Regions from separate parts of the Salmo salar genome. Here region 2 is linked to region 1. The links are chromatin contacts, called in public Hi-C maps. All regions are on one chromosome and are shown on one strand. The core of a region is the stretch at or near the end of the contact, and the rest is flanking DNA. Distances in the headings are between cores, read along the strand shown. Region 1 holds the start of LOC106589304 (thyroid hormone receptor alpha). Region 2 holds the start of LOC106589301 (ATP-dependent RNA helicase DHX8).

What was found. A called contact is a pair of places that touch in the nucleus more often than the background predicts.
Region 2: a contact with region 1 is called in a Hi-C map of muscle, with 4 times the contacts expected there. The contact joins the promoter of LOC106589301 here to the promoter of LOC106589304 in region 1. A contact is called at or near these places in 2 of 3 Hi-C or Micro-C datasets (gill and muscle).

What each region holds. Positions count from the first base shown.
Region 1 is chrssa28:2,018,054-2,024,756 of Ssal_v3.1, forward strand. LOC106589304 (thyroid hormone receptor alpha) reads left to right here and starts at 3,442. Exons shown (of 10, transcript XM_014179099.2): 1 at 3,442-3,933.
Region 2 is chrssa28:2,254,198-2,260,900 of Ssal_v3.1, forward strand. LOC106589301 (ATP-dependent RNA helicase DHX8) reads left to right here and starts at 4,136. Exons shown (of 23, transcript XM_014179091.2): 1 at 4,136-4,697; 2 at 5,141-5,226; 3 at 5,322-5,391; 4 at 5,541-5,629; 5 at 5,750-5,847; 6 at 5,970-6,278; 7 at 6,396-6,540; 8 at 6,657-6,703. The coding sequence starts at 4,589. It overlaps LOC106589300 (ATP-dependent RNA helicase DHX8), which reads left to right. Exons shown (of 22, transcript XM_014179090.2): 12 at 77-258; 13 at 373-567; 14 at 700-885; 15 at 989-1,199; 16 at 1,368-1,690; 17 at 1,811-1,966; 18 at 2,092-2,229; 19 at 2,320-2,448; 20 at 2,662-2,858; 21 at 2,968-3,147; 22 at 3,283-3,836. The coding sequence ends at 3,502.

The DNA of each region.
Region 1 (6,703 bases), core at 2,192-4,691:
TATATACATTTTACAGACACATTATATTTTACATTAGTTATCTTGTTGTTTTTAGGCCCATCCTTCAGTTCAACACAACCCCTCCTATCTGTCTCTCAACACCATAATTTTTTAACTGTGCTGTGATGTTTCACAAAAGCTCTAAACCTTTCTATTCTTATAGTTTCTACAGATTGTAAATTAAAGATAAAAATGTTTGCTAAGAGTATTATTATATTATTGATCAATTGACTATGACTTTTTAAATCACCCAGCAGTGGTATTTGCAGAGTTAGCTCCAAGTAAATGTTGCCATTAATCAGCCATTCATGAGACCAAAAACAAGCTATATATGGACAGTATCAAAACAATTTATCTAATGATTCTGTCTCTACGCAGCAAAATCTGCAGAGCTGGGATGGTTGTGTCCCCCATATATATAACATTATATTGGTTGCAAGAATTTTGGATAATAATTTTAACTGAAAATGTTGAATCCAGCGTCGTTTTGCGTATCAGTTCATTAACCATGTGCCATGGAATTGGTATATGGAAACTATTTTACAATCTATAAGGCACAGCTGTCAAGTTTTTGGTCATTAAATGAAACTGGTATACTTTTTTATTTATCATAATTATCACCAATTTAACTGACGCCCACAATTGGTTTCTTTTTAAGAGTAAGCTTTCAGAAAATGTTTTGTGGCGTAATTTCTGATTTGGCCAAGGCACACGCACACACACACACACACACACACACACACACACACACACACACACACACACACACACACACACACACACACACACACACACACACACACACACACACACACACACACACACACACACAGTCTCCACCACCTGCTGCAGGGTTAATTTCTGTCGGTAGGTGAGCCTCTGGTGGAGTAGCTGCTTTGTTCCGGGAAAAAGTACTGTTGCTCAGTGTGATCAAATGGAGGGTGCTGCCATCAAAGAGAGCCCCCGCCAAATCAAATGGTAGCAACTACCCACTGGGGGCACACTGGTTTCAATGAAATTACGTTCAATCAATGTAGAATAGACGTTGAATTGACGTCTGTGCCCAGTGGGTACCCATATCAAACCTCACAGATCCCATCTTTTGTACATCAGTCAGGCACACACTATGTTGACGAGGGTTTAGTAAAGATGGGACAAATATTTAATCTGACTGGAACAGTAGTACATGTATTTGCACAAAAGCAACAACCAACAACCTTCATTCCCTTCCACAGGTGATTTGAATCGGTAGTTGATTCCGTCCAATGTAGATTTCACATGTTCAAGCATTAAATGTTTAGAAAACATATCTCAATACACTTTACACTGTGCTTTTCTCTATACATATTTGTACGGAAGATTAGATGGATGTTACTGATGTTGGGCTAGTAAGCATACATTTGCTCAGCCAAGTCCATGCAGCGGTTAGATGAGATGGAAATGGATGAAATGGCCTGAATCATCGTTAATGCTTTGGCAGCATACAGCTTATCATCATGCATCATGATTTCTCAAACCCAGCGTCATTTAATGGGTGAGTTATCTCTAATAGCAGAAATATCATAATGTTTACTGTATATGAGTTCTTAACACCTTGGAAAGGGTCCATAGCCTAGTAGGCTACTGATGGAAATATCTGCAGTCAGCCATGATAGGAATGTTAGTGTGCTAGAGGGTGATTATTCAGACTGAATGGAAGCGAGAGTTAGGTTTTACCACGTCACCTTAGAATGACGCAAGGAACAGTTGGAGTTTTCCTCATTGGGGTCATGGTAAAATACATGTTTGAGGTTTTTAAATAAAATCCTTATTTAAGATAGCTAGTTTGTAACATGTGGACCTCTCCTTACTGATACCATATGACAGAAAATGCAATCCACTCCCATATTGCTCTTGGATATGAACCAAACTTCTGCTTTGCAGACAGGCGTTCTCACATTATAAATTTGAAAAATAAACTCGCTATCTGCAGAGTATTAACATTGACTAATTGTTGAGCCCTGTATCCAAATCCTCCTTCAGTTTTCAGTCCAAAATATTTTTTGGTCTATAGGCATAATACAGTAGGTAGGCCTATCTTAGATGTGTAGGTTTTCAGGGTGGATACAAAACTGCTGTAAGCTATAGAATACATTGAAGGTCAGTGGTGGAAAAACTACCCGCATGTCATTGTCACGTCCTGACCATAGCAAGATGTTATTTTCTATGGTAGAGTAGGTCAGGGTGTGACAGGGGGTGTTTTTCTATGTTTTGTATTTCTATGTTCATGTTCTAGTTTTGTATTTCTATGTTGGTTTTGTTTGGGATGATCTCCAATTAGAGGCAGCTGGTCCTCGTTGTCTCTAATTGGAGATCATACTTAAGTAGGGGTTTTTTTTCCACCTGGGTTTGTGGGAGATTAGTTTTGAGTGGTGTCTGTTTCACCTCTGCGTCACGTTTTTTTTTTGGTCATTCAAGTTTATTTATGTGTTGCATAGTTTCACAGTATAAATAAAATGTGGAACGACACACACGCTGCACTTTGGTCCGCTCATTCCTACGACAACCGTGACAGTCATACTTCAGTAAAAGTAAAGATACCTTCATAGAAAATGACTCAAGTGAAAGTCACCCAGTAAAATACTACTTGAGTAAAAGTAGTTGCTTTTAAATATACTTAAGTATCAAAGGTAAATGTAATTGCTAAAATATACTTAAGTATCAAAAGTTAAAGTAAAAGTATAAATTATTTCAAAAATCTTATATTAAACAAACCAGACAGTACCATTTTCTTGTTATTTAAAAAAAAGTATAGTCAGGGGCACACTCCAACACTCAGACATCTTTATAAACAAAGCATGTGTGTTTAGTGAGTCCGCCAGATCAGAGGCAGTAGGGATGACCAGGGATGTACTCTTGATAAGTGCGTGAATTTGACAATTTTCCTGTCCTGCTAAGCATTCAACATGTAACAGTACTTTAGGGTGTCAGGGAAAATGTATGGAGTAAAAAGTACATTATTTTCTTTAGGAATGTAGTAAAGTAAAACGTGACAAAAAATATAGACAGTAAAGTAAAGTACAGATACCTCAAAAAACACTTAAGTGGCACTTTAAAGTATTTTCCCTAAGTACTTTACACGACTGTTGAAGGTTTAACACAATAATTATTAAGCATAGCCTATAGTAAGAATTGTTGTATTCATGTTTTCCTCACGTATGCTTAATGTATGATAGTGTTTATTGTTGTATGTTTGGAAATTGTTATGTTGTATTATAGAGAAAAAGCTCCTGATCCTCACCTCATCTTCAGGTAACAAGGTTAGAGGTCTTTCTAATTCCGAAGGGAGGAGGTGGAGCGCATCTTCAGCAGACCTTTATAAGGACGAGGATAACGCGCCGCGCCAGACACGTGTGGATGCCAAGGGATGCTCAACATCTCGGAACCACATTCATTTCTATTCAGTCTGATGGCGTCATATTCAAAACAAGTTTGCTATTTTTTAATGTCGTTTTTATCAAAGAAGGCAGATGTGTTTGTAATTTACAGTGGTATTCCTGTAGAGAGCGGTAGATCGTTTTCTAAAAAATGGTTTTATGCTCGCCCCATACTGTATACATAAGCGGAGGGAAGAGAAATCCTAGCAGTTCTCTTGATTCAATTTCACAGTCGAAACGATACTGGAGCACTTTTTTTTGCACACACCTAAAGGCAAATCCCAAATAACGAGCACCTAGCGACTTTGTTTAAGTGCAATAGAGGAACTGTACGAGACAGTTTGCCCGTACGCGGTGCGTTGCGGAGGGATTTAGATAGGAAAAACCCAGTGTTGTGCAGTTGCATTCCCTACCACTTCACTTGCGCTGGATACCGGGAGGCTTTGACTTTTTTTCATCCCAGCTTCTGTCTCAAAACAACCGTATTCTCGTCTAAATCAGCGGAAGAACCTGACGGGTGAGTCTCATTGGCGCATACTTGCTTCCAAACGTGTACTACCCACCTTGCATGTTGCATTTGTGCGTATTCATCTGTCCAAGCTAGGCACTGTAGTAGCTGCATGGTTTGACAGATCAGCAGCACTATGTAGGCTACAGTATAGCTTTAGTTTGGCCTCCTAAAGTTTGGTTGCTAAAATATAATCCGCCGCAATTAGGCTTCTGTTAGTGTTTTCATTGTGGATGCAGTTGTGTCAATGTAGATAGTCAGTGTGCAATGTGTTCACATTGTCCATTGAGGGGCCTAATTTGGATTTATGATACTGCACACAAGCACGCGCACGTATGTGCGTCTTTGTCTATTAGTGTGTAGGCTATGTGGTGTGTCTTTTTGTGTAGGAGGTTCAAATATTATTTGGGCATAAAATTAGACAGTAAATGTCATATTGTTCAAAGCTGTTGTGGGTATGTGTGTAACACATTTGCAGAAAATACTTTAGATTAATTTATATTGACTCTGTCAACTTCCAAGGGTTACAGTTCAAATTACACATCACATTTGCTACGATACTGCAGAATGAAAGTGATAATTATAGGCCTATAACTACATTAATATTGATACGATAATACAATTTTCCGTCTGACTCGCATAGTGCATAATGATACAATATTGGCCTGAAAAATGTAATGGAACACATGACAGTTATGCACAGCCATATCATTTAGCCTTGTTTAGGAAATTCACGAGTTACTGTGTAATGTTAATAGCTTGGTACAATGCTACGTACTATTCTATTGTAATAAATGTGTTGTACGTCTTTTTTCTTAGCCCTGTCAAACAGCAATGACCCTTAAATGTTCTTTAAAGGAATTTCTCCTCTATCTTTCCATAGCACTTTTACATCTGCCATACTATGGACCCATATTTCAATTCTGACAGCTATATTACAATGGCTCAGGTTTTTATATTCAAAGCACATTCAGCGCATGTCCTCTCTCTGGCTAGAATGTTGAAGTTCTTGATCTTCAAAGACTTCAATTACCAATGGAAGGCTTTTGTTTTGTGCTGATTCAAATGGACAACTCGAAGAAAGAATGCCCTTTCTTTTGACATTGTCAGGATGCAAGCAAGACGACCTCCCAAGTCGTTTTCTCGGGGATAGCCTACTGATAGCTGTTTTCATTCGTGAGGAAGATATTTTTCCCTAGCTTCATGATAAAACCTAACACAGCGAGCCCTTGGCTTTCATCCAGATTTCCACCTATACAGTACATCAATCATTACCTACTTGTTTAAAACCCTGTGTTACTTGCCTCTGTTGATTATTAGCCTTGGTCAAATCAGACATTACACCATAAACATTTTTCTGAAAGCATACTCTTACAAATAAACCCAATTGTGAGCTTTGGAAAGCATCTGTAATCACATTTTACCGCTTGTGTACAGTAACTCAGCCTCCTACATTTTGAGTTCCATCACAAACAAATGAATGCACTAATGTGTACAGTACATGGTCTATTACATGTGTATTAGTGCATACTGTTTATGTTTGGCATGGGGGAATATCAGTAGGCATAAGGGATGAATAAGAGAGAAAGAGAGCGGTATTGGCCAGTGGAGCATTCATTCTGTAGCCCTATGTGACCTGCTCCCCTCTGTGTGTGTGTGTGTGTGTGTGTGTGTGTGTGTGTGTGTGTCTGTACAGTGTGTGTGTGTGTGTATTTGAGATGGCTGGCAGGCTGGCCCTCTTCAGGGGTGCTGAGGTGACCTTCTTCAGCCTCTCCCAGCTTATTTTTGTCTACAGTACTGTATATGTCTCTGTCTCTCTCTTTTGGTTTCTCTCTCTGTCTCTCTGACTCTCTCTCTCGCTCTCTCTCTCTCTCTCTCTCTCTGTATGGGGCAGTGGTGCTGAAAGCTTAGAAAAAGTTCAGTTATATAAGCAGGCTATGCAGTGCAGCCGATGTCCTGATCTGAATCCACTGTAGTATGATGTAAGAGAGAGCAGAAAAGAGCAGAGCAGAGGAGCCTAGAGAGAGACAGGGGCATGTTGGGTAGTCAAACATGTCGAACCCTTTCCTGAACACTCTAGGGCTTGGCTGAGAGTGGGCAATGGGGCCAGACTTGGAATTCGACCAGATTTCATTAGTGTCTTACTTATACAATATTGACTGAGACTGGACAATGTACTGTCTATGAGAATGATGTATTTGGTTCCAATGTTCTTAGCATTGACAGTGAATGGTTTTAATGTTGGCTGACTTGACTTGAATACAGAGTTAGTCATACAACACATGCCCCCGAAGCACTCTCTGCTCATGTCTATGATTAATTCGATTATATCACCCCTTATGCCATGCGCTCACAGGTTGCTCTCACAGTCTCCGTTCAGAAAAGCGCAGGCACACAATGCCATCAGCTGATCTGCATGTTTTTGCTCTGCTGGGAACATTGACAGTATTTGGGGCACGTTGTCTTTTTGAATGTCAGACAACATTTCTAAGCTGGATAAACCTATATCAAAGTCCATTTGATTGATAGCTTCGGATGAAGGGAGAAATGGTCCCATAGATGTGAGCGGATAACATTTTTGATTGTTTGACTGGTTATTGGTCATTTAAAAAAAAATGGAACTAGGCAAGTCAGGTAAGAATAACAAATTCTTATTTACAATGAAGGCCTACCCCAGCCAAACCTTAATCCGGACAACGCTGGGCCAATTGTGCGCCGCCCTAGAGGACTGCTATATTGTAATTACTTCGCCACCATGGCCTATTTATTGCATTAACTT
Region 2 (6,703 bases), core at 2,886-5,385, 240 kb after region 1:
CACAAGTCATCTGAAGGGGCGGAGGTTAAATATCATGCGAGTTCATCTCAATTAAAGACTCTTCCCTCTTACACAGTTGATGGAAGGCAGATTGCAGCCAACATGAGAGGAATCGGCATGATGCCAACTGACATCCCGGAGTGGAAGAAACATGCCTTTGGGGGCAACAAGGCCTCTTATGGCAAGAAGACAGCAATGTCCATCCTGGAGCAGAGGGAGAGCCTGCCCATCTACAAGCTCAAAGAGCAGCTCATACAGGTTTGATCAAAAGTTTGCTAATTATATATTGCTAATTATTTCTATTTCAACATCAGCCGTTTTTGATCATTTATGGCATAACATTTTGCTCACATCTCTGCTTCTCTATTACAGGCTGTCCATGATAACCAGATCCTGATTGTTATTGGCGAGACTGGTTCTGGGAAAACTACCCAGATCACCCAGTACCTGGCCGAGGCGGGCTACACCACTCGGGGGAAGATCGGCTGCACTCAACCCCGTCGTGTGGCAGCCATGTCCGTGGCCAAGAGAGTCTCTGAAGAGTATGGTTGCTGTCTGGGCCAGGAGGTGAGTGATCTCTCCACACTGCATATCTTAACACTTGGCCATGAGACGATGTCGAATACATCTGATCGCAGAACAATGTCAAACGTCTTGCCCTAGTTATTTCTAACTTGTGTCTTCGTTCTTCTACACCAGGTGGGCTACACCATTCGTTTTGAGGACTGCACCAGCCCTGAGACGGTGATCAAGTACATGACAGATGGTATGTTGCTGAGAGAGTGTTTGATAGATCCGGACCTTGGCCAGTACGCCATCATCATGTTGGATGAGGCCCACGAGAGGACCATCCATACTGATGTGCTCTTCGGTCTGCTCAAGAAGGTATAGCAGGGTCTTGTTTCCCCTTTACTTCAGGGTCTAAACATCGTTAATATTTTAAAGAAACGTTTTGTGTTACGCTAGCTCTTCCTCTCCATGTTTTCAGACGGTGCAGAAACGCACAGACATGAAGCTGATTGTCACTTCAGCCACGCTAGATGCCGTCAAGTTCTCCCAGTACTTCTACGAAGCGCCCATCTTTACCATCCCAGGACGTACCTATCCAGTGGAGGTGCTCTACACCAAAGAGCCTGAGACGGACTACCTGGACGCCAGTCTCATCACCGTCATGCAGATCCACCTGACCGAGCCTCCAGGTACGGTTTTAACAAAGGTTATACCCAGTCTATAGTCTGTAATTCATAGTCATTTACCTAAATCATTGCATGAATGCAAATCCATTGCTATAAAATGTCAGTTTGTGATTCAACCTTGATTGTAAAGCGTTATCAACCTTTATGTCCTCTCTCGCTCCTTGTTTGCAGGTGATGTCCTGGTGTTTCTGACTGGTCAGGAGGAGATTGACACAGCTTGTGAGATCTTGTATGAACGGATGAAGTCTCTGGGACCTGAAGTGCCTGAACTCATCATTCTACCGGTCTACTCCGCGCTGCCAAGCGAGATGCAGACCCGTATCTTTGACCCTGCTCCCCCCGGCAGCAGAAAGGTTGTCATTGCCACTAACATTGCTGAGACGTCTCTGACCATTGACGGTATCTACTACGTTGTGGACCCAGGATTTGTGAAGCAAAAGGTGTACAACTCCAAGACTGGTATTGACCAGCTGGTGGTGACTCCCATTTCACAGGTAGACTGGTTAATCACTCAATTCATATTTATATTCTAAACGTACCCAGATTTATCCCCTCTGTCTCTCTCAAGCAATTAGGATTTGGTATGCTAAGGGATTCAATGTATCTTCTGTTAGGCCCAAGCCAAGCAGCGGGCTGGAAGAGCTGGAAGAACTGGCCCAGGGAAGACCTACAGGCTGTACACAGAGAGAGCATACCGAGACGAGATGCTCACCACCAACGTGCCTGAGATCCAGAGAACTAACTTGGCCAGCACTGTGCTGTCCCTCAAGGTATGCCCACAGTAACGAAAGGGGCTAAACCTTGTTTCACTGTACATGCATCTGTGATCTATACTTGTCTGCTCAGACCTACTCCCGTGTCATCCCCTGACTTCCCTTTCTCCTTATTCCTTCAGGCCATGGGCATCAATGACCTGCTATCATTTGATTTCATGGACGCTCCACCCATGGAGACGCTGATCACAGCCATGGAGCAGCTCTACACTCTGGGGTCTCTGGACGATGAAGGGTTGCTCACTCGTCTAGGACGCAGGGTAAGAGTTTATACCAAAAAAGGAGACTATTGTTAAGAAAGGCAAAAGTGAGGATTAATTACCAATTCATTATTTCCATCGCTCTGTCAGATGGCTGAGTTCCCTCTGGAGCCCATGCTGTGTAAGATGCTGATCATGTCCGTCCACCTGGGCTGCAGTGAGGAGATGCTCACCATCGTCTCCATGCTGTCTGTGCAGAACGTCTTCTACAGGCCCAAGGTACGGCAAATCACAAGACTCATAAACACTGAAATTAGGGTCGTATCACTCCTCTGGGTATCCTGATAAGATATTCTTTCTTTTCTTCTTTGCAGCACAGTTCAATGTTGTGTTGAGGTTTACCATTATGGTTGGAGAGCTCAATGAGGCAGTTATATGGTGTGCCATTGTTGATCATTTGATGACTAACAGTCCTTTTATTCTGTGTCTCAGGACAAGCAGGCGCTGGCTGACCAGAAGAAGGCCAAGTTCCACCAGGCCGAGGGAGACCACCTTACTCTGTTGGCTGTCTATAACTCCTGGAAGAACAACAAGTTCTCCAACCCCTGGTGCTACGAGAACTTCATCCAGGCCCGTTCCTTGCGCAGAGCCCAGGATATCCGCAAACAGATGCTGGGTATCATGGACAGGTAGGTTCCACTGTCCATTTGATGATCAAGGTAATTGTATATCTGGTAAAGAAACCTCACTTACTAGAAATCTTCTCACACAAATCCAAAAACGTTTACCTCTTTTCAGACATAAACTGGATGTGGTGACTTGTGGAAAGGCCACAGTGCGTGTGCAGAAGGCCATCTGCAGTGGTTTCTTCCGGAACGCAGCCAAAAAGGATCCCCAGGAGGGCTACCGTACCCTCATTGACCAGCAGGTGGTGTACATCCACCCCTCCAGTGCCCTGTTCAACCGCCAGCCTGAGTGGTGAGTCAACTCTCCTTTTTGATTACCATGGGGACTAATAGATTAGTCACTAGTGTACATTGAATGTCAACTGGTACTGAGCCATTCTGGACATCCTTTTCCTCTTGCCTGATCCTCTTATTCCTCTCTCCACAGGGTGGTGTACCATGAGTTGGTGCTGACTACTAAGGAGTACATGAGGGAGGTGACCACCATTGACCCACGCTGGCTGGTAGAGTTCTCGCCGGCCTTTTTCAAAGTGTCAGACCCCACACGCCTCAGCAAACAGAAGAAGCAGCAGCGCCTTGAGCCCCTCTACAACCGTTACGAAGAGCCCAACGCTTGGAGAATCTCCCGCGCCTTTCGGCGGCGCTAGAATGTGCATCCTTTATCGCAACACAGAAAGAGAGGGACACATTCCTATTTCAGCTGGTTGAGAAATACCATGGAGAGACATTGTCTGCCAACAGGCCTTGTTAGCTGTAACATGCGATTGATAAAGCTGGGTCATTATCGATTTGTTTTGGACATGTGTTATGTGTGCTCAGCTGTTTTCTATTAACTGCAATTCTATCATTTTGAGCTGAATTCTGGTAGGCTGAATTCTGTCTCTTGACCTGTATAGCAGTCAACTAGTAAAATGAGGTCATTGCTCTCCTGTCCTTATAGGCTTACCTGGGTAACATTAATAAAAATGTCTCATCCCCTGAGGAGAATCAATCTTATATTTGAGTATCATGGACAATGAAACATGTTTGTTTTACTTGAATGTCACATCTGACCTGTGTGTGAACTTCTGAAAAATGATCAATTCAATAGGAAGGGGACTGGGCAGTAATTTGACAAGTCAGTGAACGTCTTTGTTTTAAAAGCACAGTGCTCTGAGACAGTTTGTCTTTTATAGTAGGCTGTCTTTTTATACCAGGATGGAACTTAATACTTGGTTTAGCTTTGAGTGATTGCTTTACTGTGCTAGTGTAATCCTAACATTTTCTGCACTTGTATAGTTCTCTTTTTGTTGCTAATGTTTAATTTAGAAATGTTTTATTGACAGCCACACTGGAGACCACAATGTCAGTTTTGGGGCTCCTGAGTGGTGCAGCGGTATAAGGCATTGCATCTCAGTGCTAGAGGTGTCACTACAGACCCTGGTTCGATTCCAGGCTGTATCACAACCGGCCCGTGATTTACAGTCCCATAGGGCGGTGCACAATTGGCCCAGCGTCTTCCGGGTTAGGTGGTCATTGTAAATAAGAATTTGTTGTTAACTGACTTGCCTAGTTAAATAAAGGTTAAAAAAATTAACTTGGAGTTTAGATTGTCATATTGGCAATGAGTCTACCCCCACCTGCTGACCAATAAAATCATTACCCGGAAGTGTGGTCTAAGTTCGAAGTTCATAACGTAACGTGCGTGTTACCAATGCCTGCGTTTTCTGAAAACAAAACAAACACTGGACACAATGGCAGACTTTGGAGTTGAGGAGCTTAAGCGGCTTGAATACCTGTCTTTGGTGTCCAAAGTGTGCACAGAACTTGACAACCATCTTGGTATTTGCGAGAAAGATCTTGGCAAGTTGAATAAACACACACTACTTTTGTCACCCCACATTTGGAATAATCTTACTAGCTTGCTGCTAAGCTAGCTATCTTAGCTACCTTTAGTTTTAGCTAGCTAACGTTAATAATTTTACTCCAGTGTTTGACAACCAGAATCCCGATTGTAAAACGTATTTTTTTAGTCATAACGTTATCTATTGTACAGGAGATGGTTACTTTGCCTTGAAAGTGTGGTGGGTGGTCTGGACCCCATAACATGTTTAAGTATTTGACATTTCCCCGAGTTCCATAAAAGCTAGCTAGTTTAGTTTCATGTGAGCATTCTTGGCAAAACAAGTAAAAAGAATTTGCTGTTACTCAGTTATTTATGATAGAGGCATAGTTATCTTAAGAGAATAGAGTTGGCTAGCATTTTTCTCTCTGCTGAATTTGATTATTCTTGCTGTCTCTTTTAGCTGAGTTTGTCATCTGCCTTGCTGAAAAGCAACCAACATTTGATGGCTTCAAATCACTTCTGCTGAAAAATGGAGCAGACTTCACAGTAAGTGTGATAGTGTGATGTAGCTGTTTGATATGTTTAAAATTAGCCCGGTCATTCAATACACTTTCTGGTTTTGAATCCACTTTCTTTCATAGGATTCTCTCATCAGCAATTTGCTCAGACTTATTCAAACTATGCGGCCGTCAAAAGCATCTACAAGCAAAGGTTAGTTTATCATACTGTATATAACTCTGGTTAGTGTCGAATGCAGCTGATATCTTACATTCAAGTATGATTTATACAATGCTGATATACAATTTGATATACAGTATGTGATTATGTCATACTGAATCTCTTTAATTTTATGGCGGTAGCCTCTGAGCCTGTGGTCAAACAGAAGAGTGAGAAGGACAAACTGAAGGAGATGTTTCCTGGATTGTGCAGGCCAGACAATCCAGCTCCCGTAAGTCTCTCAGAAATTAGTACATACATAGTGGCTAAACAAGGCACTGCTATTACGTCCCACTCCACACACACAGCATATGGTTGTCAGTAGACCAATGCTCTCTAACAACACCCACAGATTCCGCTAGAAGACGATGATGTGAGGGTAGCAGATGCTGCCATGAAAGAATTGGAGATGTTCATGCCCAGTGTCAGTGGAACAAACTCAACGAGCAGGTAAGGACATTTTGATAATTCACAGGGTTTGCAACAAAGTTTTACTGGTGCACTATGAATAGCAAAACCCTGAATTGGATGAAAAATAGGTATTTTTTACATTTATATGGCTCTTGTTTTAGGTTGGACAACAAAAGGCAGCGAAGCAGAAGTCGGAGCCAAGACAGAGACAGGAAGAGACGCTCACGCTCTCCGTCTTGCGACCGTGAGAGGGACAGAGACTTCAAACGCGGTCGAAAACGTGTTTCCCGCTGGAGTGATCGCAGTCCGAGCCCCTCCAGGGATCGAGACATTGAGGTTGGTTCTGACCGCTGTAAGGACAAACACGTGGACCGGCCTCCACCAGAAGAGCCTGCTGTAGGGGACATATTCAATGGCAAAGTCACCAGTATCCTGCAGTTTGGCTGCTTCGTGCAACTGGAGGGACTGAGGTCAGTTAAGAGAATTGGAAAATATCGAAAGCATGTATCCAACACGTTCTGTCTCTTACGGTGATCCAATGTTTTGAAAACCCGATGTTGAAAACCTTTTCTTGTTTTTCATTGTAGGAAACGCTGGGAGGGGTTGGTCCACATCTCTGAGCTACGCAAAGAGGGACGTGTTGCCAATGTGGCTGATGTGGTCCAGAAAGGTCAACGAGTCAAGATCAAGGTGCTGTCCTTCACTGGCTCCAAGACCAGTCTCAGCATGAAGGTAAGACGGCAACACAGAGCAGGAATGAATTCAAAGCCTACTGCCCTTTGGTAAGCATGATGAAGGACATGAAGCTAAATTAAATTATAACTGAAACTTATACTCTTGGTTGCCAGGATGTAGACCAGGAAACGGGGGAGGACCTGAACCCCAACAGGAGGAG